Regions from separate parts of the Sminthopsis crassicaudata genome. Here region 1 is linked to region 2. Evidence: chromatin contacts called from public Hi-C data. All regions are on one chromosome and are shown on one strand. Each heading gives the region's core, a stretch centred on a gene start, on an enhancer-like site or on the middle of the called end of the contact. The rest is flanking DNA. Distances are from core to core; before and after follow the strand shown. Region 1 holds the start of POMT2 (protein O-mannosyltransferase 2). Region 2 holds the start of AHSA1 (activator of HSP90 ATPase activity 1).

Region 1 (5,589 bases), core at 2,374-4,873, 140 kb after region 2:
CTTTGTTCCCTCCACACAAACTCCTTTTACTTTCTATTAAAGGTCACACTTATATCTTTATTTTCCTCTGTTATTTGAAGGAGAATCAGAAGGGGAGGAGGAGAATATCCCAGGACTCCCTTACATATGATCACTGTTCCTTTCCTTTCTCACTCTTACTAGCTATGGGTGACTATTTGAAAATTATTTCATTCCTTCTCACTCCTTTACCTGTAAAATGGGGATAAAGAGGTTCTAAGGGATAATCTATGGAAAGCAATTTGTAAATCTTCAAGTATTACAGAAATAAACAAAGCAACACACATACAAACACACAAAATGACATAGAATAACTAGAATTCAAAAAAATGAATTCGGTAATGGCCCAATTTGAGGCTGCAGGGTGGGAGATATTTTGGGGTCAGGAAAGTCTCCAGGGATCTTTGGGGGATTTGCTGGCGAGAACTTCACAAGGCAATAAAGGAGATATTTTGGGGAAGAGGTATTGGCTACAGGGTTTCTCCCAATTAGGTCACAAGGGTCTATTTCCTCCTTTTGGGGATTGTGACTTCAGTGAAACTAATTCACTCTATTTTGGGGTAGAGAGGGAAAAGGAAGGAATATGTTTCTGAAGACAATAAAGATTGTCATTGCTGAGAACCAAAGGGCCTGTATCTCCCTGGGACCTTACCTTCTCAGGAACTGCCATTCTGTTCCAGTGACCCTTGAACAGAGGAATTTCCCTCAAAATTTGCTTTGTGAGGGGAGGAGTTAATAAGAGGGTGGGGGATGTAGGAGCCAATGGGGACCATGCTGTGGTTGGCCTTTGGGTCTCCGAAAGAAGGACATCTAAGGTCTCAGCTTTAGTAGTTTCCTTTTCCCAACATTCTCATCGGATTGCTGAATCCATTTCTTGTACAAAGTGAGTCAGCTGAAGACACAACTGTGAAGCAATGGTCTTTTCAGCATCCCCTTCCCCATTATGGCCTGTCAGTACCTTTTCTCCCAGATCCTCAGTCCTTTTTCACTTCTAAATGATCAGATAAATTCTCTCCACTGTTAGAGCAGCATTTATATTTTAAAGTTAAATCCTAGGAAAGAAACAATGTATGTAAGGGAATTCTGGGATATTTGCCTCCTCCCCTTCTGATTCTCACTGGAGCAACTGAAGGAAATAGGGTATGTTTATCATGTAACAGTAAAAGGAGTTTGTGTGGAGAGAACAAAAATGATCCCTGGTACACAGGACCAATTTAGTAAATACTGATTTATGAACTATTTGATTAGAAGACTAGAGGGGAGGGTACCAGTCCTGGAGTCAGGAGGACCTGAGTTCAAATCCAACTTGCTAGCTGTGTGACCCTGGGTGAATCACTTAACCGTTATTGCCTCCAAGAAAAAAAAGATCATGACAGCATTAGGAAATATTTTTGCAATTTTTTGCATTGGAAAAATGAAATAGAGTAACTAGAACTCTATGGAAACTTACTGGCCTGGCTTGAAAAATTGATAGAGTCATTAGGAATGCCAGGGAAAAAAAGGGAAAAAAATCCCTTTTTCACTGACAGAAGCAGCTGTACATGACAGGACCTGTAGGGAAGGATACTAGCCAGAACCCCTATATTTGAGACTGACTGTAAGGGACCCTTGGGATTTACATACAACTTTGGGATAAATGGTCCATTCTATGATTTCTATTCTGTTTCTTTCCTTTGAATATAACTTTAGCATGTTTGCAAATGGGGAGCTGGTCTGAAGGGATAGTGATGACTCTTTATGACTGTATGGTGTTTTCCTTGGCAGAGATAAGAGTGCCTGGCATTCATTTCTTTCTCCAGTGAATTAAAGCAAACAGCAGTTGGTGACTTACTGGGTCATAGAGATAGCATCTGAAGTTGGATCTGAATTCAGGCCCAGCAATCTCTCCACTGAGTCACCAAACTGCCAGAAGGCCTGTGTTTTCCCAGCTTTCCTGAATGGTGGACCAGTGAATTCTGAGGAAAGCTCTCAGAGTGGACCAGAGCCCCTCCCGTCAAGTCCACAAACATTTACTAAGCTCACACTGTGTCCCAGACATCATGCTAAGAGTGCTTTGTTTGAGGAACAGTTAGGTTAGGGTCTCTGGATGGTAAAGTAATGGAGAAAAGTATAAGAAGACTGGAAAGATAGGAAAGGAGCTGTGGCACTCTGTGCTTTAAAAGCCAAACAGATGAGCTGACATTTAAGTTTCTGACACAAGGCATTGTTTTTAAAAATGTATGCATGAGGGCCAGAGTTGAACCAAGTCCTCTTAGTTGCGAGGCTGTCTCACTAACCATTTTACCACCTCATTCATACAGGAAAAAATATACTCCAAATTGTCCTTCATTCTCGAAGAATGAAGTCTGGGAGGCGATGCCATGATGTACAAATGAAACATATTTAAGTGAGAGAGGTCACCTGCCTCACCTTCCCCTGCAGAGCCAACTGGGTCCAGTGCCTGGAGATGGCCAGGGTGCCTGGGGAGAAACTAAGGTCTTGAGGCAACACCCATTCAAGTGATTAAGGCTGGGTAGCAATTGAGGCCTCTCACCTAGTCAAAAAAAACCTAAATAAATAAAAGAATAGGGAGAGGCCTCGGTGAGGAGGGACTCTAATATCTGTGTCCTTGCTGGGAGTCAGGAGACCTCATTACTAGGTTTTGAAGCAGCCAGTTGGATAAATCCTTGATAAACGCCTTGGTTAAAATCCCGTGTCTGTTCTGTCCTAGCTGAGAGATCGTGGGCAAGTCTATTAACTTCTCTTGTGACTCAGTTTCTTCATCTGCAAAATAGGTATAATAATCCTGCCTGTTTTCCAGGTTTTGAAAGGATAAAATGATATGTTTGTCAAGGAGTTTGCAAATTGTAAAGCACTACAGAAATGATTATAATTAGTTCTGATTTTGTGGTTGATTCTTTTCTTTTGTCCTTGTAAGTAATCGTCTTTTTTTGGGCTTCAATGGTCTCTACCAGCGGAGGGCGCTGTGATGAGACTCCGTGTATTCGCAGAGCTAGTTTAGATAGATTTTTTTTTAAGGGTTGGAGTCCTCGAAACTACATTTCCCAGGATGCACTTGGGGCTGCCTCAGATTTAGAGCGCGTCGAAATCGCTACTCCGGAGGGACAAAGGGCGCTTTCTGGTGGCTTGCTTTAGTTCTGGGGCAGACGGAAGGTGGGGAGAGGAGCAGGATGGGAGGGAGAGAGCCAAAAGAGAGAAAGCCACCATTTTCCCCCGAACCCCAAACATCTAGGCCTCTCCGTTAAGCCCTCCCAGTTGTGCACAGACCTTTCCTGCCTGCATCATGGACCCTTTGTGCTCAAGAAACTTCACGCCTGGGACTCGCCGGACAGCATGTGCAAGCCACTTGACTTGTCTGGATCTGTTTCTTAATCCAACCCCTTTAAACAAGGTTGGATTAAATTCCTTTTATATTTTAGGGGCTTTCTTGTGCTCTTGGGAGTGGTAGTTCTCCCTACTCTTTCCTTTCATTTTCTCCTTCCTAACACGACAGCACATAAAACTACCTTTCCCATAGTGTTGTGCCTTGCTTAAGACTTCCGGGGTGCCTGCTAAGAACTACTATTCCCACAATGCCCCACGCTATAGACTATTGTTGGGCTAGAGGGAGGAGCTAGCAACGGGAGAACTACATTTCCCAGGCCGCCTCGTGCTGAGGCGGGAGAGGAGAGAAGGGCTCTCTCCGGGCCTGGACCGAACCGAGGAAATATGAGTCCGGCGGCGGTGGGAGTAGGCCCGGCTGAGTCCGGGCTTCGCTTCCGTCGGGGCCGCGGCAAGATGAAGTCTTCCGGGGCTGCAGCGTCAGGGCCGGAGCTTGCCGCCGGGGATAGCGGCCTGTGCCCTAAGCTGACTCCACAATTGAAACCAAAGATCCCCGGGCAGGTCATGGGGTGGGTCCTGCTAGCCGCGGTCACCACGCTGGCCTTCGCCACTCGCTTCCACCGGTTGCACGAGCCGGCGCACGTCTGGTGAGAGGCCGGGACACCATGGCAACGGGGAGGGGACGAGTAGCCGTATGATTGGCTGAGCAGGTTAAGGGGACGAGCCGTGATTGGAGGAGAGGCTTGCCAATGAGTGGGTGGTTCAGCCTTATTCTACAAAAACTTTTCACCTGTTGAATGAATGAATTTTTCAGGGCTGAGACACCAGCATTCTATTCCGCTTGTCAGTCTGTGTAAAACTTCCTACCTAGAAAAAAAGAATATATATTTTCTGTCTTGCTAGTCTATTTTTAAAAAGTGATTTGGGATTCCTCTCCCCTATTTATTAACCATCAATACATAAATTATTTAATGCATTTAGGATCCTCCCCTCCCCCCCCCCCCCAGTTTTCCATGTGCAGTAAATTTAGTCTAGTGATTTAGAGAAAGGCGTTGAGACACCTGTTTTCACCAGGTACTATCCTAAATTTTTATGCAGCTGCTGCAGAGATTTTTTTTTGCCCTTGTTCCCATATCAAGATTTCTGGGAAACAAGTTCTGGAATTGCCTCGTAGGAATAGATTGTGTTTGGTTCTCTGTTTAAATATTCAGTTGAATATTTCTTTTACAGAAGGTTAAAAAAATTGGGCTTCAATTAGACCTTAATGCAACTTTTATTTATTTATTTATTTGTTTATTATTATTATTATTATTTTTTCCCTGAGGCTGAGGTTAAGTGACTTGCCCAGGGTCACACAGCTAGGAAGTGTTAAGTGTCTGAGACCAGATTTGAACTCGGGTCCTCCTGAATTCAGGGCTGGTGCTCTGTCCACTGCGCCACCTAGCTGCCACCTAGCTGCCGCCTAGTACAACTTGTAAATGGCCAACGAATCCAACTGCTTCTTGGTTACTGTAACTAAACGGTGATGTGAAAAATGAAGCAGGAAAGGGTAATTTAGGCAAAGCGGAGGATTAATGAACCAGTCTTCAAGTATAGCTTTGGGAACGCCCATCTGTTCATTTGCTTAAAGAGATAATAATTTGTGATGCAGTCTTGAATCCTAATGATGTTTACAACCTTCCCCGCCCACGTTCCATGAGAAATAAAAACATTTTCTAGCACATGTGTGGCTTGTGGGTAACTTTGTGCTTATAGAAACTGAATTAGAAAACCATCTCATACCGTTAGATAACCACCGTTATCACCTTTTCTTGAACCTGAGAGGAGAGGAAGAGAGCAGACAAGGAGAACCATCCTTACTTTGATGTGACGTGATTTATACTAGCTCATTTAAAGGTATAATTGCAGGAGCTGGATAGTTTGCTGTTACTACTAAGTCACCTTTTTCTTTTCTTTTTGCTGCAGTTGGGATGAAACTCATTTTGGAAAAATGGGAAGTTACTATATCAATCGGACCTTTTTCTTTGATATTCACCCACCTCTGGGAAAGGTGAGGAGCTCTGTTTTTTTGCTGTGTGGGCTGTGAAGTCTCTTCAGTTAGTTGCGTGGTTGGTTGGTTCTCTGGGGTAGGTACCATGTCACATACTGTAGCCTTCAAGAACAGTGAGCTAGCGAAGCCCTCCTGTCATCTCCACGCCCCTCCAACCTCTCTCCTTACTCCCACCCTGATGGATAATTTTCTTTCTGAGA
Region 2 (5,828 bases), core at 1,590-4,089:
GAAGAAGATGAGTTTGCCCTTTCGGTTGTTTATTGATGCCTCTCCATCGAGCTTGCTCACTTCTGTCACCTCACAACTGCCTTCTTCTCCTTGCACTTGGATCGCCAAAAACAGGGATTTCAGCTTGTCGGTGGACCAGTTTGAAGCATCCCTCTCAGTCCTAAAAAGGAGAACACAACCATGGAATCCTCTAGACAGCAACTGTTTAGAATCAACCCACTGTATGAAGAGACAGATGAGCAAACTAAGGTTCAGATAATTTATCAAATCGTCCAGTTATTAAATATCCAGAGATGGGATTCCAATGAACCCACCCCCTTCTTCTCCCTCATCTACAATGTTTCTAAGTATTATAATGCTACTTATTAACCATGTGCTCTGATATGAGTAACCTGACACTCAAAGCAATTCCCCTTGTGATCGGTTATATTTGTAAGACACTACCAAACTCAGAAGTACGGTTTGTGGGTACAGTAGTAGTAATAAAGTAACAGGTCAGTGGGAGGCCCGGACCAGTGATTGCGCTAACAAGCAGTAGCCCTGCATCACACCGTGAGAAAGGAGGTGTCACACTTGGGGCCCAGAAAACTCCCGCACGCCCCAGAATCACCTTCGAATGCAATTGGGAAACATTAACAAAGAAACACAACCAGAGGTGGGCGGTGGTTTGGAAATCACCATGAGCTGGGGGAGGTCCTTTTGCAGTTTGGTACCACAGAAGGGAGCGGGGTATGGTTTTTAAAACGCAACCTGTTTGCTCCTTTCAGAGTGGTAAAGATGAGAGAATACAGGGCTAGTACCGCTAACACTCCTCGTATAGAGCTTCGGGGCAGCACAAATTCTTTTCACCTACATGTCAAAGAGCAGTCAATAAAAAAAATCCGCGTGGTTGTCTGTAAAACACGGAACGCGAACACGCTGTTTCAGAAAACTAAGAACTCATGCATTCAACAAGTACGGCAGCAGTCCGAGAAGAAGGCTAGGGCATTCGCGCAGTCCCACATACCCTTCGGTGCTAACACTGGGAGCCGTCCACGGCAACTAAAACAAAGCCCGGCGCGCTGCGAGGAGGCACAAAGAATTCGGAGGAAGGCTAGCGCTTCTGGGGGTGTGTGAGCGACAAAGGGGGTGGAGGAGAGGCTCGTCCAGCGAAGGCGGCCTTAAGGAAATGACACTGGAGCTAGGCCCGGGAGGGAGAAGCAGCCCGATCCCCGGGCCGCGGTGACCCAGGCGGGAGCTCTCCAGCCCCGCGGCGATGGGCCGCGTCCCTCAGCACAGGGCTGATCCTTCCGGGGGACGAGAGAGAAGGCATTACGGACCCGAGGACGTCCTCTGCCCAGGTCCCCTGGCACCGCTCTCGCCACGATTCCCCGGCTGTCTCGTTGTGGCGGATCCCACCCTCCTTCACCAACACGTGGGGGGAGGAAACGTGCGTCCCCGGAACTCTCCTCTGCAAGCGCTCGGGGGCCGGCGCGGACCGGGCCCGGCTTCCAGGGAAGGCTAGTTTGCCCGGGCCGAGGAGGGCGCCGTCTCCGGGGCCACGCTTTGTCCGGGGGCCGCCTCTCCTCCTCCTCCATCCCCACGGTCCCCGCTCCACATGCAGCAGAGCACCGGGCAGAGCGCCGCTCCGGGGCCGCCCGAGCCCAGGCCCCTCTCCGGCCACTGCTCCTTCCTGCACTTACCAGTGCCAGTTATTGACGTTAGTAGCGTCTGCCCGCTCCTCCACGATCCAGCGTGGGTCACCCTCGCCCCACTTGGCCATCTGGTCTCGGATTCTACTGCCGCAGGCTCCCGCCCGGCCCCGGCCCCAGCCGCCCGGCAGCGCCTGGAAATTACTAGAAGCGGGCGCAGCGCCTCCCGGCTCGCTTTTCCCTCCACCTTCCCCCCCCACCCCAGCCCAACCTTCTCCGCTCTCCTCCGCAAGCTTCCGGATCCTCCTCCTCCTCCTCCTCTTCCTCCTACTTCTCTTTCGGCCTACTTCCACCAGGTACTTCCGCTCCAACTTTCCGCGGGGCACGATGCCCCAATTCCAAGGGTTCCGGCCTATTCCCCATTTGCTAAACCGCCCCTCTCCCTCACGACTAGTGCACATATGCAATTACTTATGTGGGAAGAACCCTGGATAACCCATCTGTACCACATGCCGGAAACTATAACTCTTCTCCTGGCTTCTCACCCACGCAATGAGGGGTGAAAGCACTGAGCGAGGCTCTCTGGGAATTGTAGTTTTTGTTTACCTGCCCCCTCCATGTCCGGCGGAAGAAGGCGTTGCAAAATAGGGAAGCGTCCCGAGCCCACCCGCCCTGCCCAATTCAGTTTGTGGGCATTGTAGTCCTCAGGACCAAAGTCGAGGGCGAGCCGGAAAAAGGAGGGGGAGAGAGGAAAACGACAACTTCCAGCATGCCGTGCGGCCGGACCCCCTCCCTGGATGGTTCTTCTCTCCCTCTTCCCCTTACCTTTGGGCTGCGTCGTGTGACGAGGAAGGCTCGGCGGGCTGAGGTTGAGTGACTGCTGCGGAGCCCTGAGAGGGAGGGGCCGATGCGGAAGAGGTAAGGGGTTCAGGCCGCCCCTTGTGCCCCTCGCCCTTCGGTTCCCCGCTGGCCACTGCGCAGTTTTCGCTGTGGCTTCTTGACATTCTCTCGTCCCCTCCTTAAACTAACGTCCCCTCCCTTCACGTCCCTCTGGGATGCCTTCCCCTTCTCCCTCGAGGTGTCTGGGGGGAAGGCAGGGGAATCCTGAGGGAAGCAGGGGCTGCTGAGCGCCCCCTAGGTCTGCCCCTTCCTGTCCCCCGGTATTCGCCCCCACCCCTACCTTTCCCGTCCCCTCCTCTTAGTTCCTGCAGGCGGGTGGGAACGGGCCTCTCTGCAGTTATCAGTGTCCAAGTATGGGCGAATGGGGGCGGAGTGGAGAGAGCCCCAAATCAGAAAGCTCTTTAGTTGAAATCCTGCCTCAGACTCCCAGGTGTGTGACCTGAGCAAGTTGTGATCACTTCTGCCTCAGTTTGTCCATCTGCAGCATGAGGATAATAACTCCCCTCCCGGGGCTATTGTGAGGATAAAATGAGATGTCTGCAGCGCGGCTTCTTCGGTAATTGCAAATCTCTCCTTTAACCCTGACTGCACTCCCGGGAGGTAACTGCTCTTATTCTCCCGTTTGACCCAGGAGGAAACGTGCCCAGAGAAGAGGGTTTCGAACGCCGACTTGAACTAAGGTTGTTGTTTCCCCCAGCTGCATTTGCTTGGGGTTGGTGTATGTTGGACAGAGCTCCAAAGTCCATTACTATTTCCATTGTAATGATCTGCTTCCATGTAATGAAGAGTTAGAGACTGCAAGTGAAAACGCACGGATACTAGCCCTTGTCCCACCGATTTAAGAAGGTTAACCATATCTCCCCAGGACTTAGCATCCTTCATCCTTAGATGAATTCTTTTCTATATTTAAGGTACATGGGATTTTATTTTTTGAATGCTTTTTTGGTAGGTTTGTTAACTCACTTCCTTATAATTTCCACCCACTATAGAATTGAACCCTCTTTAAAAATTTTGTGTTGTTTTTTCCCCCATCTATTTCCCAACATATCTTCCCCCCTCCTTTTTTTTTTCTTTTAATAGAAATTAACAGTTCAACAAAGTTTGACAAAAATGATTGTTAAAAACTATCTTTACATGTATTTGGAAAAATAAAATACTATTGAAAAAAAATTCAAAATCCAGCACTCCAACCAAATCAAACATTATATGCAGTGTTTCACACACATAGCTCCAAACCCCTTTATTTATTTATTTATCTCCTCATCTATTTATTTATTTATTTTCATTTAAAGAAGCAAGGCTATGTAATCTCTTTTTCTTCTTTGGGACCAAGCATAGTCATAATTTTACAGCATTTGGTTTTGTTTGTTTTCTTATCATGTCTTTCACTTTATACTGTTGTACCATGTAATTTTTATTCCCACTTCTGCTTACTTCATCTTTCTTGCTGTACAGTCTTTTTTTGTTAAGGACCACACCTAAGTACAAAACTCAGAAAGGTTAAAGGGGACTGCACCATTAAGAGATGGCTTGGTGTTCTTCTAAAGCCCCACAGCTGCAAATCATAACACACTTGAAGGAATTGTAAATCATTCTTTAAGCAGATGTTGCTTGGGAATTGGGAATGAAATGAATGGGAGGAAAGAAGTCAGAGAATGGAACTACCTCACAGTCTCCTTGTATCCTTATCATCCTCTCACATGAAGGGATCAATTCTGCCCATCAGAAGTAGATCCCTAGTAAGTGGCTCCGGGAATAGTTTTTCAGTCCAACTCTTCAAGACCTCATTTGGAATTTTCTTGGCAAAAATACTGGAATAGTTTGTCATTTCCTACTCTAGCTCAATTTACAGATGAGGAAACTAAGGCAAATAGGGTTAAATATGTTGCCCAAGATCACACAGCTAATAAGTGTCTGAGGCCAGATTTGAATTCAGGAAAACAAGTCTTCCTGACTTCAGGCCTAGCATCATAACCACTTGTGCCACCTAGCTGTCCCATTGCTTCACCTTATATCAATTCATTTAAATCTTTACATATTTCTTACTATTCATATTTTCTTTCATGTTCTGTTTCATTTCATTCTTATACCAGACTTGTCTATTTTAAATAAATAGGCTTTGTTTCTAATTCTTTGCTAGTACAAAAAGTACTATTATGAATATTTTGGTATACATGGCATCTCTTTATTATTGCTCTTCTTGGGATATATATACTTAGCAAAGGGATCTCTGAGTCAAAGAGTATGGACATTTTAGCCCATTTCTCTGTATAATTCCAAATTGCTTTCCAGAATGATCAGACCAGTTCACATCAGTAGTGTGTTAATTTGCCTTGTCTTTTTGCACAAGTTTCAGTCTCTTTGCCTGGATGTTGTGAACTCAGAGTTGAAGAGTGTATTACAAGGCCTGTAATGGACTTTACATAAAGTGCTTAGGTTCTTTTCTTGACTGGCATGGTTTTTGTCATGCCTGATCTAAATCCTTTAGCCATCATTGAAAAGTATTTTCTGTAACTTCCATGAATTCTTTGTGGTGTTGTGAGACAGAAGCTTTATATTTTTATTTTATTGTTCCAAATTTTTTACTGTCTTTTATTTCTATTATTTTGCTTTTGTTATTTAATGTGCCTTGATTTGTTGTCTTTTCACATTGTTTGCTAATCCATTATACTATCTTAATTTTCAATAGATGCATATCTGGTAATATACTATTGTGCAACTTATTGACTTTCAAAAAAAATACTTGTCAATGAAATGACAGAAAATGAAAAGACACATTACAGATCATAAGAGCACAGACTTTAACTTTCCTTCATACTGTACCCTGGGATTTTTATAGTTACACTTGCTAAGCAAGTGATACAGTTTTGATTTTTACTCAGCATGGTTATTAAGTTCCTGAAGTCAATTTGACACCAACAAATCAAATCTACAACATCCCTAGGTTAGTGTAATTAGACCTTACACTAAGGCCTATGGCCAGCATTAGCTGGACTGCTACTAACTTTCCACAAGCTCCATTTTAAAGAATACTTCCTTAGAGGGAGTAAGAGGCAAGTATAGAAATGCCAAGTAAAAGGTGAATAGATTTGGATGTTCTTAGAGCTGCTGTTATTCTTTGCTTGTTAGTCTTTTTTATTTTTTTATTTATTTTTGCTTTTCAGCTCTTGGCTAAAAGTGTTGTTTTCCAAAGGCCCTTATTTTCAAGCCAGTTACCACAAATGGTTTAGGATGTATTGTGGACAGAATTTCCTTACCAATACAGCACTTAAAAATTTTTTTTTTTTTAACATATCT

Evidence for each region. A called contact is a pair of places that touch in the nucleus more often than the background predicts.
Region 1: a Hi-C map of hippocampus shows a contact between it and region 2, with 2.1 times the contacts expected there. The contact joins the promoter of POMT2 here to the promoter of AHSA1 in region 2. A contact is called at or near these places in 2 of 2 Hi-C or Micro-C datasets (fibroblasts and hippocampus).

The regions. Positions count from the first base shown.
Region 1 is chr2:310,737,859-310,743,447 of ASM4859323v1, forward strand. It overlaps POMT2 (protein O-mannosyltransferase 2), which reads left to right and starts at 3,624. Exons shown (of 21, transcript XM_074289898.1): 1 at 3,624-3,986; 2 at 5,305-5,389. The coding sequence starts at 3,727. It overlaps GSTZ1 (glutathione S-transferase zeta 1), which reads right to left and starts at 3,423. Exons shown (of 9, transcript XM_074289899.1): 1 at 3,286-3,423. The coding sequence starts at 3,303.
Region 2 is chr2:310,602,627-310,608,454 of ASM4859323v1, forward strand. It overlaps AHSA1 (activator of HSP90 ATPase activity 1), which reads right to left and starts at 2,840. Exons shown (of 9, transcript XM_074289893.1): 1 at 2,457-2,840; 2 at 1-160. The coding sequence starts at 2,635. VIPAS39 (VPS33B interacting protein, apical-basolateral polarity regulator, spe-39 homolog) reads left to right here and starts at 2,411. Exons shown (of 19, transcript XM_074289890.1): 1 at 2,411-2,549.